Linked DNA regions of Zea mays: regions 2 and 3 are each linked to region 1. The links are chromatin contacts, called in public Hi-C maps. All regions are on one chromosome and are shown on one strand. Each heading gives the region's core, a stretch centred on a gene start, on an enhancer-like site or on the middle of the called end of the contact. The rest is flanking DNA. Distances are from core to core; before and after follow the strand shown. Region 1 holds the start of LOC100275988. Region 2 holds the start of LOC100276818. Region 3 holds the start of LOC100193603 (Mitochondrial substrate carrier family protein).

The links. A called contact is a pair of places that touch in the nucleus more often than the background predicts.
Region 2: a contact with region 1 is called in a Hi-C map of leaf, with 6 times the contacts expected there. The contact joins the promoter of LOC100276818 here to the promoter of LOC100275988 in region 1. A contact is called at or near these places in 3 of 25 Hi-C or Micro-C datasets (ear, endosperm and leaf).
Region 3: a Hi-C map of tassel shows a contact between it and region 1, with 4 times the contacts expected there. The contact joins the promoter of LOC100193603 here to the promoter of LOC100275988 in region 1. A contact is called at or near these places in 3 of 25 Hi-C or Micro-C datasets (ear, leaf and tassel).

What each region holds. Positions count from the first base shown.
Region 1 is chr10:26,126,230-26,131,350 of Zm-B73-REFERENCE-NAM-5.0, forward strand. It overlaps LOC100275988, which reads left to right and starts at 2,809. Exons shown (of 2, transcript NM_001371524.1): 1 at 2,809-3,065. The coding sequence starts at 2,823. LOC100284652 reads left to right here. Exons shown (of 4, transcript NM_001157547.2): 2 at 1,239-1,349; 3 at 1,694-1,816; 4 at 1,900-2,347. The coding sequence ends at 2,037.
Region 2 is chr10:26,481,950-26,487,070 of Zm-B73-REFERENCE-NAM-5.0, forward strand. LOC100276818 reads left to right here and starts at 2,637. Exons shown (of 6, transcript NM_001150527.1): 1 at 2,637-2,918; 2 at 3,337-3,557; 3 at 3,842-3,945; 4 at 4,781-4,866. The coding sequence starts at 2,809.
Region 3 is chr10:26,427,427-26,432,547 of Zm-B73-REFERENCE-NAM-5.0, forward strand. LOC100193603 (Mitochondrial substrate carrier family protein) reads left to right here and starts at 2,874. Exons shown (of 5, transcript NM_001138706.1): 1 at 2,874-3,197. The coding sequence starts at 3,083. It overlaps TRNAP-AGG (transfer RNA proline (anticodon AGG)), which reads right to left and starts at 2,676; the gene lies at 2,605-2,676.

The DNA.
Region 1 (5,121 bases), core at 1,559-4,058:
TATATCTGAACTTGGAAAAGTGGTGGAATATCAAATTCCAAACTAAATAAGTTATTTTATTAAATGAATTCTAATTCCTCTAAAATGAAGGGATCCAAACGCCCCGTAATCTTTTTTGAACGAACAAAGTTGCCTTGTTCTTTTTGGCAAATTTTGCCTATGATTAGTACTTGTTGAGCATACAAAGCTATGGGTACCATCTATCACGATGAATGATGAACAGATGGGGGCAGTTTCGCATATTTTAGTGCAACCTGCAAAGATTCCAAAACTGTTGTGACTAAAGAAACGGGCGCCGACCCAGCTCGGTGGTTCATATGGTTTATTTTAAAAATGAACATCTGCCCTCTGGTAGTGAATTTTGCTGGATCCCAAAAGGAGCAGGAGAGGTCCGGCCGTCCAGGGGTGACACTAGCACAGCAAGCGACAGCACATGCCTCAGATCTTGCTCAAGTTAATTAAGGAGCATTTCTTTACCAGTGCTTTACTTCTGTACATCGATGTTGATGTGCTAGCCCAATAGAAAATGCCAGCTTTCTTGTTACAAGCGTATGTTGCCATGTGTTTTCTTGCCTGGTCTGAATGTCCTGCATCATGTCATGGGATTTCAAAACGCATAGCTGGGCTCCACACACTTAAATCTGGATTTTAGACCTGGTTTCAAAAGCTATACTACATCTTGATCCTTGTATATTACTGAACTGATGTCCTAGTTTAGGCATTTCAAAATCCCTGACCAGATCAGTTCCTCAGAAGTTCTGGTGCTAGTTCCTTGCCAGGAGGCAATGCAGTTAATTTTGTAGAAGTTTTTTCAACTCATAGTTTGTCTATATATATATCTATATTTTTCTTAAATATAAAAAAACATAATGTATGATACCTGAAATAGCGACCAGCTTGCTCTCAGTTTAGGTGAACATACTTCATAGGAATCACAGACTTAGATCATGTTACTGATATAATATGTGCGATGTGTTGGCTTCACTATATATGCTGTCTTAATGTACACATTTTAGTATTTATTTTCAATTTCTGAAGGACTTCCCGTCCCAAATCTGTTGTTTGGTTTTGATTTCATTGAACATCCAGCATGAGAGTAGGAGCAGCTTTGAAGTTTTTTTTAGAAAAGGGTATTTGCACTACATGCGCTATGTCAATCTTGTTTCAGTGTCAATTGCCATTCTCTCAATATTGTACTCTATGTTGTTCTGTGCATATGAACAATCCAATTATTTCAGGTCACAAATGTGATTCCAAGCTGGACCTCGGTTTCCTTCCAGAGCCACAGGATGACTTCTGTATCCATCCGCTCAAGACAAAGGTCTCTTGGGTTTAAGATTTGCTGTTCGGTATGCATCATTTCATCCTTTGTTGCTAGCAACAGTTGTTTGGTGGATGAAGCAACAGCCTATTTGTAGTAGCTTTTCGTATTGACAGTTATCTTTATTTGCTAACATCATACGGGATACTATAATTAACTTGAATTCTTTGTATAGTTAGCAAAAAAAAGATGGAATTATTTAGCTATTTGTATAGAAAGTACAAACCACTAGATGGTGTGAAGAGTGTGACCTGGTTCTTGACAGCCATATTGCCTGTTTCTGAGATTGTCAACATGCGCTTACTCCTGATGTGAAGCAGTCACATCTTTTTGAAGACCTGAAATATCATCATTCTCATGTTTATTGATTAGGCTAAGAAAGAGACAGTGGACAAGGTTTGCAGTATAGTGAAGGAGCAGCTGGCTCTTCCCGATGGGACCGCCATCACTGCCGAATCAAAATTCGCTGAACTTGGCGCTGATTCGCTGGATACGGTAATCCCTCTGCATCGAAATCAACGGTAGCTCAAAAACAAAAAAAACAGCAGCACTTTAATTTCGCCAACTTTCTCCTGCAGGTCGAGATTGTGATGGGCCTCGAGGAGGCGTTCAACATAACAGTCGACGAAACAAGCGCACAGGACATCGCAACAGTGCAGGACGCTGCGGACCTTATCGAGAAGCTCATGCTGGAGGCACCTCCAAAGGTCGTCTAGATCCAGCAACCTTGCGATCGACGACCTTGTGTTTGATCTATGTTGTGTGTTAATTTGTTCGTGTTGCCCCATTTGTTCTTTCTTGATGATTCAAGATGAGGTTTTGTATTGGTGTTGCTGAGGTGAATTAGATAGCCCCAAAGGCCACATGAAGCAGATGAGGACAGTTCATTCCACTTTGAATTTGTATGTTGTAACTTGTAGTGCTGCTATAGAGAAACCAATGGACTGTTATGAAGAGTCAATGCAACTGTTGCTTTTTTAGTTTTGGGAAGTCACACACATGAAAGTCTGAATCAGATGCAGTACTAATTGTTGAGCTTGGGGTGCAGATATATGCAAATACCAGGATGTCAGGTGCTTCCCCATGGTATTGTTAATGTTAACCACAAGTCCAGAACCACAAGCGTTAATGAATTTTCAGCTTTGTGGTTGCTCGATCACAACTTGAGTTATAAGCCAGATTAAGGACAGGATTAAGAAGAAAGTTTTTTTAATGAGAGAACCAGTGATAATGGAACACATTAACAATAATTTTACCCATGTGGCAGTTTTTTTACTGTTACCTATAAAATCAACTTTCAGCTGAAAGCTGTAGCATCGGTCACAAACTGTCACAAGAGAACAGTGCCACTCAAATTCGGCAGGATCCAGCACGCAAGGAAGCTTGGAGGATGACACTATGGATTTGGGACAAATGAAATCCACAAATTTTTCCGCTGGAGAGCGCGATCCTCTGAAAAGTATAGACAACTTTTTTCCAAAAAAAAGAAAAGAGGAAAAAAATGTTATCTTCTACCTCCTTAGCTGCTCTTCTCCATGGCCGCCCCCATTATCCTTTCCGTCCGTCGAAGGCGCATCTTTTCCTAGCTCTCCCCAACAACCCTACCCGTTTCCTGGCCTCCGCCTCCGTCCGGGTCGCCTATCCTCCCCGGTGGCATCTCCGCGCCGCCGACGGGGAGCGGGACAACCGCGTGCAGGAGCTGAGGGTGCCCGATTCTTGGCTGACGCCTGCAGGAGCAACGCAGGTTCGGTCCCAACTTGGTCTTTTCTCTGATTTTTTCCACCGATTCTTGTCGCAGCCTCGTCGTGGTTGCTATAGCTGTTCTCCAGTTCTTAGGTACCGGTAAACAATCTAGGGTAGTAGGGTGAACATACTACGCTCATGGGGCAGATTGATGCTTCTCACTTTCAAACGAAATTTGCAGGGGTCATGGTGTAGAATGATAGTATACCGTCACTTCAAACCAAAAATTGCTCCCCGGTTTCCCAATACAGCCTTCAGAATTCATTATTAAAATGCCACTTACATATTTGCCATCGAAGCGTGCATTCTTGTTTGTTTCTTATCAATTTTGCTTAAATGGCAAATCAGAATAGTATGTCAGCTGGCTAAGACACGCGTAAAGGCACAAATACATCTCCCCTTCTCTTTTCTCGGAAAGGGAAGCGATATATTGAAACCATTAACAGTACATCAAGATGATAAAAAGCTTTGAGCTTTGGCTAGGAGACTTCCGGCCTATGCTCATAAAGCGCATACCACATAGCCAAAAAAAAGAAAATAATAATAATAATAATAGTAATAGTAATAGTAGTAGTAGTGATAGTAACAATAACAATGACAATAATAATAGAGCTCAAGCACCATTCTAATGGCCTTCAATCCATAGACTAGATCACCGCCTATGTGCCCAGAAGAAGAAAAGCTTAGCCATTTGCATCAAAAGTTGCAAGCCCGACACAACTTGCTCTTGCAATTATGACAGTTGGAGAACAGCCCGTTTTAAGAGTCATCACGCTATTGAAAACAAAACTTTTTTTTTTGTAGAACTGGTGGGGGAGAACATGAACTTCCCCTTGGTCTGTTCATCCTAGCCTTGCGTGCGTGTACATCAAGGTTTCTAGCAGCCACCCTCTTCATAGCCTTAGTTGTCATGTCCTCATCTGCAGTCAGTTTCAGCACTGGTTGTTCAGATTTATCAACCTGCCTTCCATTTGACATTCCTCTACCTGCAATCAGCAGATTATCATCGACATCCATATTGTTCCATATTTGATCATTGATAGCCTTGATGGAACCGCCAGACTTAACAGGGACTGTTAGGTCTCGGTTTTCCACCTTAGCCCTTGGATCAGTTTGGTGTTCAATTGTTGCTTGATCTCTTGCACCAGTGAAGGTAAAACCGGTGAGATCCATCAAAACCAAGCTATCCTTCTTTGCCACGGGTGCAATTGTTTGTAATGGCACACTCTCAGTGACAGGTTGCAGCTGTTTAGTTGTTGTCTTTGTCTTGTCTTGCCCTAACAGTTTAAGTTTTTGGGTTAAACTGGTTAGTATGTCCATTCTAACATGGTATTAAGGCCAGATGACTCGAGTTTAAATCCTAGCGGAGGCTTCATTTGTTTCTCTGTAGATGCATGTGAGTGGGGATGTTGAAGTGTATAAGTGGATTACCTACCTTATTCCATCAACTTAATCTTTTGAGTTGATCTGGTTAGTGTATCCTAACATGGTAGATCTCAGCAAGGAAGTGCTTGGCGCTTTGAAAAACTCCTTGGCGAACTTGGAGATGCAGTTGGAGCTATAGGTGACCAGATGGGGCGGGCTATATGAGCCGGCACGAGGCACAACCATTTTGCCACGACACAGGCACGACACGATAGTAATCGTGCTTAGGCCGGCACGAGGCCCGTCATGGGTCGTGCTTGGGCTTAGGTATAAGCCCATCGGGCGGCATGGGAACGACCCGTTTACAATAGGCCCATTTAGCCCAATGAGGCCGAGCACGACCCGTTTGTGGTCTGACCTTATTCATCCCAATCTAGCCCACCATATATACAACTATGACCAACTCGTCCCCCACTTTTAAGCTATTTTCGAGTACTGTTGCGAAAAATGGAGAAAACGACAACAAAAATTGAAAAAAACAAGTTATTTTTAAGCTCTGTTACAAGGCAAGCTCTAGGCCGCCCGACACGTCACGATAGCCCGGCAATGAGACGTTTAAAACTAGTCTGACTGTGCTTGGACTTAGACTTCGGTCCATGGACGGGCACATCATGACTCACCATTTATCTGTG
Region 2 (5,121 bases), core at 1,387-3,886, 360 kb after region 1:
AGTCGTCCTATGCCTTGGCCAAATTTTGTTTTGAGTTGTATGAGTTCTGCAAACTTATATTTTAGCTCGTCACTAAATCCCCCCATGACCACCTCTAAGTCCAAGTCAAGAATATTGCAGGGAATTATACATGTGGTTGGATCCCAAATCTCTGTAGTGCTTTACAGGAGAACCTTATCCAAATACATGAAAATTCGTCTTCAGCTGCTGGGTTTGCCATCCTTCAGTCATCTAATATTCAGTGTTTGTTTGCTGATTTTTCTTCAAGGGACTTGGATAAGTATATATCGGATACACTTGTCTGGAGTTAACATTACACAAGTATATAAATCTAGGAAGGCAACAGTGGAATCCTTGATTGTCAAGCTATGGATGGGTGAGCTTGGTTTGGATGTTTTTTTCTAAAAAAGGAAATTGTAGGGCTGCATGGACTGAATTGGTTTGCTGTCAGTTCATGGAAAATGGCTTTAAAGGTGCTAACGATGACAAGTATGATTATTGCTCTGAATTCTTTGAGCTTGCAGCTGCATTTTTCAGTTCAGTGTTCTCTGCGGTTTTTGGGCGGGAGCTGTCAATGGAGAAGGCACATCATAACTTTACCAGGTTTTGGCTCGTGTGGGCAATGTTGCTTACTACCTGCAACTTCTAGATTCAAGACGTACCCACTCGGTGCTACATGTCTCGCCACTCAAGCTTGCTGCTGGGTTTTGGGTGTCCAAACCATGTTGTGCAGCAAGTGCTCCTGGCTTGGTCAGGACTTTCGTTGGATCTGGCTACCTAGGAACACATGCTGCTTCACTCAGAGCATCAGGATCATGGATGTGCTCAGATTCTACATCGACTTGAGGGCAAGTCGAATTTTAAGGAGGAGAGAATGTTACACCACCATTGTCAGATACTCCACATGAGGAACTCCATCCGGGTGAGCGTGGAAGACACTAATATTCGAGTCGCAGGTCCTGAGTTGATGTAACTAACTGCAGCCTTGTTGTTGTGGTCCTGTCTAGGAGTAAGTCTCTAGCGTGTGGGGTTGTGTCCCTCGGTCACCGGTTGGTGAGCCATGTTCCTAAGTAGTCGTATATATGTTGTTGGCTTGGACAGTAGGAAGGGGCATGTATGAACTTTACTCTGAATGAATACGACATTTTCCTGATTCCTCTCCTATTCTCGTCTCCTACCTCTGCTCCCTCTCTACTATCTTCTCCTTCCATTAGCTGTAGCTAACACTATGATGATAACCAATCACGCCCATTGTATTTGGCTCAAGCAAACAATGTTGCAGGATGCTAGCCTGGCTCACGAGAATCCACGAAATAGCACTTATTTGAGACGGCGTTTAAAAAATAGCATCTGTTTTCAAGCAATTCATAGAACATCACTTGTTTCACCAAATTAATTCAGAAAAAATACTTCATCTATATTTTGCATACAAATGGACCGCATACAATTGGACCAAATTACCCCTATTTGTTTCATAGCCCTCTGTCCATAAAAAATTAAATAGATAAAATATACTAGTTCTATTTTATTTTATAGTGTTAAAAATACAAATAGGCACATATTGTTTTATTGAGGAAGAAGTCTAGATTAAACTATTGAACTTCAAACCCAGTTATCTTTAGCATTGAACTATTAAAATTGACAAACTTAGCTCACTAAAAGGTCTTCCATTATACTTCTTTTGTTCCTTTTTATTTGATGTGATTGTTTTTTTGAAAAAACTTAAGTCGCTCGTCTTATTTAAAAAATTGTGTATTCTTTAAAAACTACTCCCTCCATCTCAAATTATAATTTTGAAGTTCGATGGTTAAATCTAGACTTCTTTATTTATAGAAAATATATGTTTATTTGTATGTTGAACACTATGCTTACGAATATAAAACTATAGCTCATATATTTGTATGTATTTATGTTGTTCTTGTGGATAAAATAGATAAAAAAATAAGGCTACGAAATGATATGGTCAATTTAGTCCATTTTCTTGTGAGACGAGAAATAAACTAATCAAAAATATAGATAAAGTGTTGTTTTCTAAATTTATTTACGCCCCGTTTGGATCATTGGAATTGAATTTCATTATAATAATAATAATTTAGACATATATCAATTAAGCTAATTCGGTTTTATGCAAAATATATTTATATACTATTATTAGCAAGATGTCGGAGATATTTATGTGCTACATTTTTACTATAGAGGAGTGAGACGAAGAGTGTCATATAAGTTACAGAGTAGAAACAAATTCTACTAATGCATAAAATCATTTCCCACCCTCCACCCATGAATTTGAGATAGGTTTATATCTGAACTTTGAAAAGTGGTGGAATGTTAAATTCCAAACTAAATAAGTTACTTTATTGAGTGAATTCCAATTCCTCTAAAATGAAGGGATCCAAACGCCCCGTTAATGAAATTGGTACCGTTTCTAAATTGCTTAAAAATAAGTGTTATTTTCTAAACATTGTTTAGAATTAGTGCGTGGATTCCACAGCGTGGCTCAAGAAGGCGTGGAGGCAAGTTGCAGCCCCTCGGCCTGACTGGCCCCCCGAGCCAGGAAAAAAAAACAGGCCTCGTCGATTCTGTGGGCCGGAGCCATTGGGTTCGAAAAGCCCTGGCTTCCCTTTCACGGCCGCCCTAGCTTCCCCACACTGAGCTCCTTCGCCGCCGCCCTAGCTTTCCCGCGAGCGGGACGGTAGCCGCCGTATCCTCCTTCCTCCAACACCGAGCGGGTCCAGGCAGGCAGCATCCTCGCGCCCTGTCGTGTCGCCTCTGCCTCTGAGTTCAGCTCGCCGGCAGCCGCCGCCCGCAATGGAGGCCCTCCGGAAAGCGGAGGCGGAGCTCACGGTGTACGTGCACCCCTCCAACGCCAAGCGCGTCCGGCACGCCGTATCCCGCCAGCTTAGCGCGCTTCTCTTCACGTGCGTCCGCTCCCCTTCCCTATCTCCGTGCATCTCCTCCCTATGCGTTTTGCAAAGTTCGTGTTCCTTGACCTACCGTTTTCATACGCATCCGGGTTCGAATCGCAGGAAGACGCGAAATATGGGATGGTTGGGGATGTGGGAGTGGGTAGCGTCGCCTTTTAGCCGCTATAAGGCTTGAGTTCCGAGCAAATCGTTAGGTGTCCAGTCCCCGGAGAGATTATGCATGAGGCTATAGGACCCTTGGTTGATTCTTCGTCACATTCTTATGGCCACTTTCGAGCTGTCGCAAGCTTTCTGTAGCAAGTTTGATTATTGTTTGGCCAAAATTTCATGCCACTTTCGAGCTGCCATGAAGCTTTCTGTAGCTAGTTTGATTATTGTTTGAGCAAATATGTATGGTGCCAATTCATATCAGGTATGTGGACCGTTTTGATGGCGTGTTGCTGATGCATGAAGTTTCATTCCTTATTGGCAAAGACAAAGAGGGCAAACCCATATATGAAAGGAGTGACCGTAATGATCAAATTGCTGAACCCGTTTCTTATGGCAAAATCATGAATGGCTTGGTGCCATATTTCAGCGTCCAAGTGCATGCCACCCTGCTGCTGTTCTCTCCCCAGCCGGACATGATCCTGGGTAAGTTGGTTTGTTTTGTCAATTTGAGCACTAATGGTTGTAGTATTTCTGTAGACAGTAGACCTGATTGACTGCGTTCAGTATCAGCTCATGCCAGCAAATAAGCATGTTACTAGTACTTGGGGATACTACATTATTGAAGCTTTCTATACTGCCATTACAAATTCTATCAGTGCTTTTGCTAGTGACTGATCTGCCATCATATCTTGTGGAATGAAGTAATAACCTGGCCTGGTACTGATTTGAAATGCATAGTCTGATGTTTAATTGTTTGCTAACTTCAGAAGGGATGGTTGAAATGATTGGGAAGGAGTCAATTCATGCCATTGTATTAGGGGTTTTCTCAGTGGCAATTATGTCTGAAGATATTAAGTTCAAATTCAAATGGGTAAGTTATATTGAGAAAAAGAATGATATTTTTTATGTGATGGTTTGGGACTTCACCTTTTTTCTATTAGTTTATATTTGATTTGAAGGTTCTCTAGTTTCTTTCAGTAATTTAGTTTTCGTATATCAATGTCCTCTTTTCTCTGTCTCATAAATTGTATTCAGTGAAAGAAATATCCTTGGAAGTGGGAACAAAGAATGGATCAGAACTCACAAGCATGTACTCTTTAAAAATAATGTTTTAAACTATGATCCCTCAAGTTTGCCTATTTGTTGTAGATGGACAGCCATGACTTGTTTCTTATCTTTTATTACAGTACAGCTTTGAAGGTTTTGACAATATTAGGACCAATTTCAGGCTCGTTTGGCATGGCTCTAGCTTTCATTGTCTCCCAGTTTATTGTAGCAGGAGTAAAAAACACTTCTCCTGAGAACTGCATTATAGCTAGGAGCCAAAGCTGATAGGAGGCATGCCAAATGGGGCCTCGGTCTCTTCTAAAAAAAAGTTGACCATTTGGGGAAACAATTTGGAGCTAACAGATGATTTTTTTACAAGCGTCGAAAGCCAGGACAACTTGAAACTCCTGTGAAGCTTGATTTTTTATACAGAACTTTCCGATACTTCTGTTTGCACATCAATTTTTTTGTGATGTTCTTCAGACCATTGTGAATATCAAGTTATACTACTGAAATGAATTCACTTGTGTTCTTCATGGGCTGTTGAATGTTTTTTTGTGACTACAAAACGTTGTAAAAGTCTGCATAACTGTTAATAAGCTAACTGGTCTCTTGAAAATGTATGCATAATTTTTTAATATATTTTGACTTTTGCACAGAAAAGTGATGGAGGGAAATTTGTGAGCCTCACAGATAAAAAACATGTGATTGAAAGAGGAACAATGATAAGGTTTTCTGTCAAAAGGTATGGGCTGATCTTGTTCCATTTTTGTCAGTATAACATGGTTTTGTTAATCTTGTCTTCTTTTTTGATTTGAAACACTCCATTTTCAGAAGTCAAATGCCTATAATCTTCTACTCCTACATTTAGTTTTTTTCTATGTCCATCTATCTATGTTGCCCATGCAGCTATGTCCCTATGGACAGTTTGGCAATGTCCAAAGACCTAAAACAAGTGATTATGTTACAGCAGCACCTGAAATGAGCTTGAGCTAGCTCA
Region 3 (5,121 bases), core at 1,624-4,123, 300 kb after region 1:
TTCCACAGAGAGAAGGTTGGTGCATGTTTTAAGTGCAAGTATTGTAGAGAAACAAAGAGCGGAGGGGGTGGTACCCAATTGAAGGAGCATCTCGCACATAGAGGAAAGAATGTCAAGAAATGTCCCTCTATTACTCCATACATAAAGGCATACTTCTAACTTGACATAGATAAGACAAAGGAAAAAAGAGGTCTAGGTTTAGGCAGCAGCTGAGGGCAAATGAGATAGCACGAACCCATTTTGGTGAATCAAATGACGATCAGTATGAGGATGAACTTCAAGCGGTTCTGCATCAGTCACGTGTGGAGAACGAATTTAGTTAGAGGGCTGGTGCAAGGTATGACAGGGGTGGTGGATACTCTAGCCAGAGGGTATCTCGAGGGCCACTTGATAGGATGATGGGAAGGAGTAGGGAACAAGTACCTGATCATGTTAGAGACTACAATCTTGTTCAAGCCTCTGGACCAAGGCAACAGAGGATAGATACTAGTCCCTGGACAAGTAAGGGAAGGAGCTCGAAAGAGATTATTGGTAGGGCTTGGGCAAAGGTTTGTCATGCCATTGGCATCCCGGGTGTGAGTGCAACTGGAGTACTTTCGCATTCATCCACATAAAGCTTTGCAACAAACTCAGCTACTTGAAGTTGCATGAGCTTATGTTTGTGAATTACAACCTTCGTCTTCGCATCCAATGAGCAACTGGTACACCAGAGCCTAGTGAGTTTGATCCTTCCTTGGCCTTCATGGATTTATCATTACACATGCATAATGAAGCCATTAGAGATTGGATGGAAAGAGTAAGATCCAATGCACCTCCAACATGGATGAAGACTCACCATCAATGACACTCCTCTTCCTAGCACGTTGTTTACATCGATTGTACACGAACAAGGAGGCACAGAGGAAGTGCAAGAATTAGCCAATGAAACAGTTGGCGACACCCACCTTGGCAAGCGGAAGACAAGACTTGGTCCATCAGATAGGAAAGGAAAAAGGGTCAAAGTCACCAATCAAATCAAAGAGGAAGAAGAGGATGAAGACAATGATGGTAACACAACTGACCCTAGTGCAGGTGATGATGGCAGCCATGGTGATGCTGGATTATATGGTGCAAGAGGGAGTGGTGCAGGAGATTGGAGGTCCACTGGCGGAAGTTAGTTCACCCATGCCACACAAGATTCTTACCATGATCACCTCATTCACAGCGGGAGACAATAAGTGGCTAACGTCGTTCGGTTTCATTTCTTGTCTAAGATGAAATCCGTAGCTCAAGTAGCTCTAGTTTTTCTAACTATCCATCTGGACAAGGCCTAGTCTATAACCCTTATGCATGACAATGGCAACCGGGTCAGAGACCACCAGACAAAGTACCACCATCGATCATGTATGGGTATCGAAACTATGGACCCCTCCACCGCCATATTCAAATTTGTCAAATAGGTATCCACCAGGACCATAGTATGGGTATGGACAAGTTCCCGCTGCACCGATATGTTATTTTTGCTTCGTGGATAAGTATTTATTTGTTGTTCTTGTTTTCTCGCTAACGTATCTCATATCTTTTGTATAGAACTATCACTATGACAGATTGGAACCATATCACGATCCTTTCAACATGCTTGTATACTATCGCTATGAGTCGAGTTGAACATGTGAGTATTGTAAAATAAGTCGACCTATGTGTTGTTGTCTCGTTGGAGAGCTATAAAAAACTTGTATTTGAGTATTGCAAGGTTCGTTGGTTGTTTGTTGCGTGAGAACTGAAGTTTGTGGTTGAATATGTATGTTGTATGTTATTTTGGTGAACATATATCGCGTGGATCAATTAATATTTACTGTGTAATGTGAATTGAGTAAATAACAAATAAATATTGTTAAAGTTTTTCTTTTTCTGTAAAAAAACAGCGAAAACCATTGCATTTTCTTGGAAAATCAACGGTTTCGGGCGGTTTATCGCCGGTTTTCTATCGGTAAACCGCCACGAAACTATGTTTGATTTTGTTTGGGCAAACCGGACGGTTTTACCGGCGGTTTACCGAAACCGGAGGGGGCGGTTTTTTAGGCTCCAACGGTTTGGTAAACCTTGCTCAGGTCTAAATGAGATTTGATGAAGCCAATTAGTCTGTTTGTTCACAGTTTTCTTTAGTGGTGGAACAACTATATTTCTCAAGACTAGGGGTGGCAATGGATGATGATCTAAATATTTTTTCACAATTTCTTAAGACACTAAATAAAATCTAGTTTAAAAATAAATAGAAATAGAGGCTTGATCTGATCCTTAAATATTATAATATAAAATTTAGAGATCATTGACATCCCTACTCAAGATTTAGTATTCGAACCGTTGCAGACATGCCATGCTATGTTGTACGAAATTGTGATGCAGCCTATCACGTTACGCTTTGCAGTAATGGATCAAATTAGATTCCATCTCAAGTTTTTTTCCCTCTTGCGAAATAGAGATGGATTATGGATGGGGATGGGCGGATGGCAATGACGGATACCGCTGGCTGCCTGGCTGCACCGGGGGGAAAATGCAAGAGTATACTGAACTGCTGTAGAGCTTTGTTGCTGGCCGCGAACGAAAAAAATGGAATTAAAAAAAGGGGCATTCCGAGAATTGAACTCGGGACCTCTCGCACCCTAAGCGAGAATCATACCACTAGACCAAATGCCCTGTGATGATAGACAATAATAACATAAAATAGTATAGTATAAATTGTATCGTGACTGAATGAATATGGAAGGGCATACACGATTCTTTAAGCACGTTGAGATTGCGAATGACGCAATCGGTACCTAGCACGTGAAAATTCCTTCCGCTCCAGTTATTACGGAGCAATAGGGTGGTGAACTGGTGACTGGAGCTGGAATCGCATTTCTTGCTCTTTGGTCTCTCCAGAATCATCCTCCGGCCGAGCCTTCTTGGTCTACTCATTCGATTGCTTCACCATTCTTTCCTGCTCCTGCTCTTTGGCATTTTTTTCACTCCTCCCATCGAATTCTCAATCCAGGAATCCTCCCGAGATTCGCTTGCCCGCCCTTTTCTTTTCAAGTGGATCTGAACTTGGGAGGGAACCCCGATGCAGCCGCGGTACGGAGAAGCACGACAGCCGCTGCCGGGGCGGTACGCGCTGTACCACTTCGGCACCAGCGGCGCCGCCGTCGCCGCCGCCACCGCCGTGACCCATCCGTTCGGTCAGCTAGCTGCTCTTCTTCTCATCTGTTGCTTGTTATTTTGGGTAATTTGATATTCTTGAACTGCCTCGGGTTTCGGTTGGGGAAGGACATCAAGGAAATACGCATGTATGATTCGGCATTCGGGTGCTAATTCTTGATTTTGTTTTAGTTCCGCCAGTCAGAAATTCTCCCCTCTGAATTCTCTGCTTAGGCCGTGTTTGCATCCTTGGAATTGAATTCCGTTCTAATAATTAATTAAACTAATTTAGTTTTATACATAATATATTTGTACTACATTTCTACTTTTCTACTTGAGATAAGCGAGCCGAAGAGTGCGTTATAAGTTACAGCTTAGAAACATAGAATAGTGATATATAAAATCAATTTCCACCACCTCACCCTAATTTTTTGGATAGTCTTATTTAACTTTAGAAAATGATAGAATATCAAATTCCAAACCAAATAACTTTACTATATTAAATAAATTCTAATTCCTTTAAAACCAAACGGCCCCTAGGGAAATGCTAGTTGAGAATTGAGATGGGTTCGAAGGGATCCAAACGGTCCTAGGGAAATGCTAGTTGAGAATTGAGATGGGTCCGACGTTATAGTGTAGCAGCATATACTAATTAATTGTGCGAAAATGTGCCTACAAAACTAGACTAGGTGTCCGTTTGTTTGACTTTAATTTGTACTATTTGGACTATTCGTTTCGGATTAAAGCCAGTTATTTGGGTTGCTACAGCTAAAATCCATTGAGACAAAAACATTGTAGAAGCAGTAGAAGCCAGTTATAGTTCAGGTATACCTACAGGCAGTGGCGAAAGAGTACCCATGGGTAAGGAATAGTTTTGTTTCTTTGTGAAGCATATCATTATTACGATAGTTCTTGATGCTTTTCCCTTCCCGTAGAACATGCTAGGTTTAATACACCACTAGTTTCAGCCACTTAAAACATTTAATACAGGCTGACCCCCCCCCCCCCCCCCCCCCCCTTCAAGAAGGCGACAAATAGCTGCTTATCTGGCCTGCAGTATATAACAGTTGTGCGCAAAAAACCAACACCACATATGGATGAGGAGAATGTTATATTGAATTCACAATTTTGAGTAATGATGGTGAATTGGAAATATTCACGGTCTTTATCCTAAAAGAGCAGGTTATTGAATTCGAATTTCCTATTCTATGATTTTACAGGATATTTGGTAACTAGTACCAGTACTAAGAATCAAGTACATAGGCTTAGCAATAAGAGGAGCCCAGACACTAGACGTTTTGGTCTACTAGACTTCACCCTAGGTGTTATGTTGTTATGGTGGTGGCTAGTGTTCAGTGAGTGCAAGTAGGCCGCCCGAGGGCTTTGCCCATGGCCGAACAAGAGGGAAGGGGTTCCTTCTTAAATCTTAATTCTTGGTTGGTTAGATTGATACATCTCCTCTCTTTATATAGAAAGGTTTACTTGAACCCTAAGCAAGCGATCTTTATCTCTTACTTGACCCCTAAGTAAGTGATTCTTATCCTAACCAAATTAATCTAACTTATCTCTATTCTAACAAACTAAACTAATCTAATATGTCTGGCAATGCACTTGCCATAACACTACTCCACCTTCCACGACTGCTCGTCCTTGGACTGTGCTGGTGGCCATGGTTGCAGATGTCGATGTTCCCCTACAGACGTGATGCTTAGAAGGGCACCATCTGATCGAGTTGCATGTGTACAACCACCGGGATCCCATGGTGTAGTCTGGTGTGTGATGATACCTAGGAGTGGTCACAACAACGATAACGGAGATGCCCTCATAGAGGTTCGTGATGGAATGTGGCGGCTCTATGCAGTGCGCGCCTGCAAAGAACCCCATGCTTTCTCACCGTTGGATGACTGCTTGTAGTCTATGCATAACTGCCACAAGTTGTCCGGCTTCTTCACGAGCATCAATATC